Linked DNA regions of Mus musculus: region 1 is linked to region 2. Evidence: chromatin contacts called from public targeted proximity ligation data. All regions are on one chromosome and are shown on one strand. The core of a region is the stretch at or near the end of the contact, and the rest is flanking DNA. Distances in the headings are between cores, read along the strand shown.

Evidence for each region.
Region 1: a contact with region 2 is called in a targeted proximity ligation map of bone marrow-derived macrophages, with 5 times the contacts expected there. A contact is called at or near these places in 1 of 39 promoter capture datasets (embryonic stem cells), 2 of 130 datasets of targeted methods (bone marrow-derived macrophages and memory CD8 T cells) and 2 of 9 other capture datasets (adipose tissue and macrophages).

The regions. Positions count from the first base shown.
Region 1 is chr19:11,116,742-11,121,134 of GRCm38.p6, forward strand. The region is part of intron 1 of Ms4a20 (membrane-spanning 4-domains, subfamily A, member 20); the gene reads right to left. Among named protein-coding and RNA genes, the nearest start is that of Ms4a20, 12 kb to the right of the region's middle.
Region 2 is chr19:11,467,827-11,472,319 of GRCm38.p6, forward strand. It overlaps Ms4a6c (membrane-spanning 4-domains, subfamily A, member 6C), which reads left to right and starts at 1,542. Exons shown (of 7, transcript NM_028595.4): 1 at 1,542-1,730; 2 at 3,263-3,425. The coding sequence starts at 3,279.

The DNA.
Region 1 (4,393 bases), core at 1,485-3,984, 350 kb before region 2:
GATATTTTGAAAATTAAGAAAACAAAAAGTGTGTGTGTGTGTGTGTGTGTGTGTGTGTGTGTGTGTGTGTGACTTCAGAGATGAGAATAGGGTGTCAGAATTCCTGGATGTGTGTGCTGAGAACTAAATTTAGGTCTTACCTAAGAGCAGCAGTTCTGAGCTACTTAATCATCTGGCAGTCCACAGTAGATATTTTTAATATAGTTATTCCACCTTCATTATCTTTATTTTTCTAGGCATTGCCTGCTCTCATAAGTCCACTGGGGACTTGGGTTCTTGACTGATTTTTTTCTCTCTCTTAAGAATATGTCTTGACTACCATACTACAAATAGACAGCTAATTCTAATTAAGCCAGTGGGTGTTCCATTTACAGTCAACTGTATTTAGTATGAAGATAACATACTAAATCATACTAAGTCTTTCTTGACTTGCTTCTTGAACAAGAAGTAGCAGAGCTGCCATGTTGCCTTATGAAAGAAGAGCAAAAGGAAGACAGTGTGTTGTATTCACATTAATGATATTGCTAAGGATAAGACTGGTAGCTTTTGAAGAGCTTATTAGTAAGTGATTGTTCAGAGGATAGCTGCAAACAACTTCATTATTATACCCAGCTAGCCTTTCTTCTTTCCATACCATAGGACTTGATACCATGTGACTTGTAGAACATTCCTTTGCTATATGGGAGGAGCACATCTCTCTAACTCACTAATAATGTGTGGGTTGTGAGACATGATTTGACTGAGAATGAATTGTTATTCTTGAACCAAAGCTTTTTTATAGGATTGGAAGTTTCTGTTATCTGTTTTTCTCATGTTTCTTTGCTGTGAGAATATTACATCTTGGAATTTTCCTGTTTTGTTTTGTTTTTTCCTAGAAATTTTTTCATATTTAATCAAGTGTCAGAATTTGATGTAGGTATTGTATGTTCTTTGTTTTACTAAAATGACTAGGCTTTTCTCTTACAATCCCAGGCCATCATTTTGTACAATTACCTACCATACTCAACAGTCTTAAAGTGATATAGAAGTTATTCATGATGAATTTCTGACAGAACACAGCATTTTAGTGAAAGATACAATTCAGCATTGCAACCTAACCATATGAAGTAGGAAATGATGCTAGGTCAGTCCCCTTGTTCAGTCAGGATGTACCTTGCACCCAAACAATGTTAAAGACAGTACCTGTCGTGCTGAAGCATCATTTCTCGAGTTATGTGCCTGAGAAGAGAATACCTGCATAGGATCTGGCACCAAACAGAAACCTGACTTTCCTTAGGACTAGAGCTGGAAACCACATCCTTACTCTCTGTAGGACTCTGTTACATCAGATTCCCATGAAGAATCTGATAATCTCTTCAGCAGAGTCATCTGCAGTGGACTCATCCAGGAAACCACGTCACATATTCTATGTAGAGGCACTTTTTCAAAGAAATGTGTAATGACATCAGAGAGCACTGTTACAGGAGTGGAATCTGAATTTTTTTCAGGGAATGTTCTTAAATAAACATGCAATTTAAGACAGACATGACTCTGCATAACTTGAGATCCCATCAAGTGGAGTCCAAAGCAGGCAGATCTCTGTGAGTTCATGGAAGAAAGTCACAATGCCTCAGATAAATGGAATAGTAAATAAATTTTTTTCCTTGAAGGAGGTTCTTTTGACTAGACCAGCACAGTAATTTGAGGTATTTTTCCACCCCTGAGATTTATGGCCTTGCTATTGAGCAGAAACCTATAAGAGATAAGATCACAAATACAGAGGACCCATGAGATTACACCATATAGTCCTAGCCTGAGCAACTACATCATCTGGAGGACCTTAAAATGGTGTTGTAGCTTTTCTGTTCAGTTCTTTTTCTGGATGTCCATCTACTTCTGCTTCTTCATGAACTGAAACATTTCCTCCAGTCTTTCCCAATGCTATTCATTAGAAGAGAATGTTCTTAGTGAAGGATTGCATACAGAGGTTATCAAGAGATTGCTGGTCAGTCATGCAAGCCAGAACTTTCCCCTCAAGATTCTGAGGAAGTAAGAAACCCTGTTTTAAGGTAGTGACAAAAGACAAAGAAACCAAATTCACCCCATTTTCTAGAGTATGCAGGTGCCCAAAACCACACACAGATTCCATGTTAGACTTAGACTATCACACCATCTCTATCAGAAGTGGTTGAGAAGTTTGATATCCATCCTTTGGAAATTAAAACAGCGTTGCTGAGTATGCTCTGCTTGGGCAGAAGCCTCAATTCTTCAGCTTTAGCCACTCCAGTAAAATGTCCTTCTGATATCCATAGTCATGTACTCAATTCCAGTATGTAACCCAAGTGATTTCAATGTTCCTTCAAAGTGACCACATAATACAGAAGCTGTTAATTGGGGCTCCAGACTGCAACATCAGCATCAGCCAGAAATAGTGAGGCAGACATATCCTCAGGCCAAACCATAGACACTTGGACCTGATTATAGACATCATGGTTTCCGAAGCAATGGATATCTACTGTCCAAGATTCCTTTAGTGATGATGATCTGATTATTTCTCTCTGGTTATAAGATGCCACTGTGAGCTCAGCCTCTACATTTCATTCTTCAACTTCATCTTGGGGTGAAGTGTAGGAGGGGATCCTGGCTCTCTGAAGTCCCGTGTCTGAATTTCAGAGCTTCCCTGAGGTCCCCTGACAATACCCAACAGCTGAGCTCAGAGCATGACACAGAGAACCATTCAAACCTGCACACCCACAGTGAACTTCTTCTTCTTCTTTTTAAAATGTGGATACTAGAAAGAGGAAATAGAGAGACAGTCCCTAGTCTACCACCAGCATTGCATAAAACCCCAGCAAGTAGGACAAGAAGTGACTGTTTTTCTGATACTGAAATACAACATTGACTAACACGCTGGCACTAACATTCTAAGCCATATGGAAGGATGACATATGGGGGAACACATTGTCAGGAGAATGTGGAAAACAAGATTAACACTTAAAAAATAGGGGTTCTTTAAACAATACAATAATAGCAAACCCACTACCGGTCCAGGGAAGCAGGTAGATGACAAATCTCCAGATCTTCACTTTCCTTTCTCTCCTCCAAAGCTACTCCCCAAGTCTCTGCAGCAGAACATGTGCTGTGCCCTCTCTTCCTTTCTGCTCCCGTATCCAGAAGATCATGTAGGTCTTCTTCTACAACCTCCATCACTGCCCCATCCCTTTGTCTCAGCAGCCAACTTCCACAGGCACTTCTGGAGGACCCATTAGCCATTCCAGGGAAGCAGGTAGCCAAGCTTCAGATCTTTATTCTTCATCCTCATCTCCAAATCCAATCCCCCAATCTCATCTCCAGCTCTGTAGCAGACCACCTGTTGTGAACCTGACCCCCTCTCTGCCATATTCCCATGGGACTAAGCAGATTCTTGTGGCACACTCTGCTTTCTTCTCTCTTGTTGACTCCTTTAGCATTCCTAGCCCAAATCTATCCCTAAGTGTCATATACCAATACCTATAAACACATTGTACCTGTAACCTCCACCTGACAGGATCTCAGAAGCACTTCCTACCAGGTAACCAACACTCTCTTAAGAACCAGAGAGGGCTTTCATTGTGTTCCATAAGTTTGGGTACGTTGTGGCTTCATTTTCATTAAACTCTAAAAAGTCTTTAATTTCTTTCTTTATTCCTTCCTTGACCAAGGTATCATTGAGTAGAGTGTTGTTCATTTTCTACATGAATGTTGGCTTTCTATTATTTATGTTGTTATTGAAGATCAGCCTTAGTCCATGGTGATCTGATAGGATGCATGGGACAATTTCAATATTTTTGTATCTGTTGAGGCCTGTTTTGTGACCAATTATATGGCCAAATTTGGAGAAGGTACCATGAGGTGCTTATACTTAGACATGAAGCAAATCTCAACAAATACAAGAAAATAGAAATAACATCCTTCATCCTTTCTGACCACCGTGGATTAAAGCAGGTTATCATCATCAACAACAACAGAAACAGCAGAAGCTTACTAATTCATGGAAACTGAACAACTCTGAATGAAAAATGTGTCAAGACAGAAATAAAGAAAAGAGTTAAGACTGTCTAGAGTTCAATGAAAATGAATACACAAATTTCTCAAACTTATGGGACACAATGAAAGTGGTGTTAAGAGGAAAGTTCATAGCACTAAGTGCCTACATTAAAAAAACAAAACAAAACTGGAGAGATCTTTTACTAAAAACTTAACAGACCAGCTGAAACCTTTAGAACAATAACAAAAAATAAAATAAAAAAAAATGCTCCAGGGGGACGGGGCCGAGAGAGAGCTAGCGAGGGAGGGCGTGAAGCCAGAGAGAGCCAGAGAGGAAGAAGGGCGGCCACTCGTGTGTGAGCGGCCGCGGACGGGAGTGGGGAAGCTG
Region 2 (4,493 bases), core at 292-2,791:
GCTCTACAACAAGTGCCAGGAATGTTGTAGGTTTACAACCTGGTGATCCTTTGCTCTTTGATGAAACAGGCTCTGCCCACATCTCCCAGAATTTGTTTTTACTTATCATCGCAGACTCTTACCTTAAACCGTGAGCACTGCTTTTAGACCATAAACCCGGCCCTCATGAGGGACGTTACCTGTGCCTTACCACAGCCTTTACCATAGGAGGCTGATGTTATCTTAGGACCAGGCAATGTTGAAACCTACAGGCATCAGGTATCCCTCAGTCAAGCTCCCTAGAGCCTAAGCCTTGGGCAGCAGCACTGAGTCAATAGTACCCATTCTTGTGAAAAAAGCCAGGTGTGCTTTGTAAAGGATCTCAATGTAACATTACATCGTTGTGAGCTTGGGCCTGAGTTTAGTGCTATCCGAAAACCTTTTGTTCCACATTGTGCTGTGCTTAATGTGGCTAAAGTAAAACAATTGGGGCCAGATTCTAGAAGTCGTGGTCCGGCACCAGTTACAACAAAATGGGGCTGAGCTGAGTTTCATTCTTGTCTCTTCCTAAATCTTTTTGTTATTGTTGTTGTTTTGCCTGCTGTGAAACCTGCAGGGAATCACCACACCACAACCCTCTGATGTGACAGTGGCTCACACTGGCTCCCTAGGTTCCTTCTGGTTGACTCCAAGGAAAGAAGGAAGGAAGTTTTCAGAGTGTGGCTGTCCAGTTGCTGCAGCTGGCTCTGGCTCCCCTGTGAAATTAATTATGTCAAAGTCAGCTTCTGAATTGTGCCTACCCAAGGGCCTGAAAGCCACAGGGACACATGTCTTCATGACTGTGTCTGGAGTGCAGGATTGTTGAAGTCATTCCTGGTGTGTTGAAACGTCTCTGCTTGCTCCTCTCCTGATCTATTACTTTTCTAGAAGTGTCCAGTAATTCCCTGGTCACATCCCCTGTTAGAGAAGTCCAGTGGTCTAGAAGAAGGTTAGAAGAGATGAGGAAGGCTCTAAAGAGAGTATCAATTAACCAGCGAGTGCTGAAAAACTGTGTACAGAGTGTTTTGGTTTGATTTTTCAGAAGCTGAGGAATTGTTGAAGAAAGTATGAATAACAAAGTACCTAAAATACTGTAAAACATTCAATTGTTACAATTGATGATACATTACTGTGTGTTCAGTAGTGTATTACAATATAATAAAGTAATATATCAAAACCCAAGGTCGTGATTACTATTATCATACTTTATTATACATTGAGATCTGTTTTATTCATCAGTATTACTACAACTTGTAATATCATTAGTTATCAAGATAGTCCTTTAAATTCTACTTAGAAGAAACACAGGTCCTTCAGAAAACTTTCTTCTTAATGGCTTTTCCCAGCTTGTTGCTGTTTTCAGTTTAACGCTTAAACAACTGAAGTTCAAGAAAGTGAACTTGGGCTTCAAGTGGAGCTGGTGCGTGTTGGGACTTACTACCCCCCCCCCCCCACTCTCTCAAATCTCTTAGTGATTTTTCTGAAGTTACTGGGACTTTCTGATATAGGAAGTACAGGCACAGTAACAGTCCACAGCCTGTAAGCACCACTTCCCTTCCCGTGCAGCGAGCACAGAAGAAGGAAGGACTGGAGACAGTTACAAGTTCACAAGAAGGAACCAAGGATCAGCCTGAGAGAACCCAGAGTTAAGGCTCTTAGGGTTTCTGAGAGCTCGGCTGGAAGTGACTGGGTGACAAGGCACACAGGCTCAGGTAGGCAACCCTGAAGGGACTTCCCTCTGTGTAGCACTCTGTTTCTGGGACTGAGTTACAAGAACTTGCTGATGCTCATGAAAGCAGTGGAGACACGGGGCCTCTTTAGAACTAAATGGGCAAAGGCACAGGGCATCTGGCTTACCTCTGTCCTGGCCACTTTAGCTGCATGATCTTGGTGATCACTGACATAAGGAGCAGAGCTCCCAGGTCATTTACTGATTAGGCAGCCTAAGGGCTGAGAATAGCACAGAGAACAGAAGGGAGCTAAGATGAGCTCAGAAACCCATTCCCCAGGCAACTTGGTTCTTTTAACTAACAGGGATATAATTGTCGGGAGTGTGACAAAACTTGAACCACAGCTTAGGACTCCAGGATTTCTCATGCTATTGCATTAAACTGCTTCTCCACACTGAAGAGACTCAGACACAGACTGCCATTGGCAGGTGGGAAAATAAAGAGAAGAACCAGAGTCAGAGACAGCTGGAGTCCAACACACAAGTGTGTGTAGGCAACTGGTCAATAAAGAGAACTTTGCCTATTTATTTAACAATGATTTTATGTTGCTCTACAAAGCATAAATTACTTCCACGTGTACATCAAATTGTTAATTCTGAATTTCTTCTAATTGTGATTTTATTAACATAAAGGATTGGCTTGGTGAAGAAAAACCCTACAAGATCATGTGAACTAAAATATGATAAAATGGGAAGTGCTAATTCTTAAACTGGCACCATTAGACACTCAAAACAGGCAAATGGGGTTACATATTTGAGTGGTACCTAGCATGGATTGGAAAGCATAAAAGTTGACTTTAATAACTCAAGGCTAGCAAAGTAACTGGACAGTGAATGCCATTGAATAAAGACAATGCAATTGTTCTAGGTGAAGTTGGAGCTACATTTGACAAATTTCATGTGAAAATGTGTGCATAGACACAGGAACTTGTAAGGATTCAGGCTTTCCCTGCCTATGATGTGTTTATTATAAACTCACTGGGTTCTGTTTAATATTATGGGGAAATAACTCCTAAATTTGAGATGTGGTGGTTTTACATTTCCCTATACCACCACTTTCTTCTTCCGAAGAACAAGTCAAGGATGCAAAATGGTGCACAGTCTGGGAGGTGGGGGCAGAACTGGGAAGCATAGTTTGTTTTGTTTGTAGTTATTTTATATTTAAAGTCAAAGCACTTAATTTCTTACTGAAAATTCATATAATGTACTCTGATTGTGGTTTCACTTTCTCCATTTCCTAGATCCTCTCCACCCATCCAACTTTTCTTCTTCTTCTTCTTCTTCTTCTTCTTCTTCTTCTTCTTCTTCTTCTTCTTCTTCTTCTTCTTCTTCTTCTTCTTCTTTTCTTCTTCTACTTCTTCTCTCTCTCTCTCAAACAAATAGGCAAAAACAAAACATAAAAAGACAACAAAAATAAATCAACCAACCAAACAGTACCAAAACCAAACTAAAAGAAAACAAACCACTACAGTGAGCACGTTACTTTATAAGAGCTGAGTCTATTTTTTCTTCCAGCTGTGGCAGCTCCATCATGATTCCACAGGTAGTGACCAATGAGACCATCACAACGATTTCACCAAATGGAATCAACTTTCCCCAAAAAGACGAGTCCCAGCCTACCCAACAGAGGCAAGACAGCCTGAAGAAACATCTAAAGGCTGAGATCAAAGTGATAGTGGTAAATCCCACTCAGAACATCCTGGGGTGGGTGGCGAGCAGAGGGTGAGGCTCTATGTGTTAGGAACAGAGATAAATTTGGGTGGGAGGAGCCTTCAGTTTTGACAGAGTGATCAAAGAGTGGCCAGTTCACTGGTGGAAGACCCTGGGCAAACTGTTTACATCACTAAAACCTTCTAAAACTGGCAAATATTTTCATTGATTCCAATGAACTTGGACTGCACTCCAATGACCTTATTCCATGGGTCATTGAGATTTTATTCTTTAATTCTTTTTTGTTTTTTTCCATTTTTTGAAGGGTACTTACTAAGTATTTTATTGATGAAAATATTTGTAGCTACATTCTAGGTGCTCTCTGAGCGTAGAAAGGCCTTCTCTTTCTTAGTGAAGAGATGGTACAGAAAGAGCATTGATTCTCTACTCTGTGTTCATTCTAGACTTTTTTTGGATAAAGGGAGAACATTTTTTTGCTGTGTGTTGTTTTTCAATCTTGTCTATACTAACAGTATATGCATGGGTCTCTGTGTTACCCAGTCTCAGAACTTAATGGAACTAATGGCCTTATATTGGGCATACATACAATCCACTGGATTCCTTTGAAGAACATGTAGCAAAAAGTTTATAAAATTGCTTAATCAAAATTACAAGACCTGTGAGTCTGAGAGGTGAAGGAAAGTGTCAGGAAGACAAAATTTCCCTCTTAATATAGAGGCAAGGGATCCCCAGAATGACAACTTGACTGAAAGTGCTGTGGAGCTTGACAGAGCAGCTGGCCCTATGTGGTATTCTGTAGGTTCTGGATGATGTGTGGAGAGGTTTCCGGGAGGGCTTACAGATGACTGTTTTTCCCACAAAAGAAAACAGGAGACTTGTTCCTCATGCACTCAAGCTAGGAGATGGCAGGAAGAGTCATGAGGATGCAAGGGGTTCAAGGACAGAAACGCCTAAAGGTGACCCAATGCTCTGGCAGAACTACATCCATGCCAGAATGAGCTTTCCTCTCTCATATCAGAGTTTGTACAGTGTCTGTGTGCTCACTGGGATGTTGTAGAAGATGACAATGCACGGG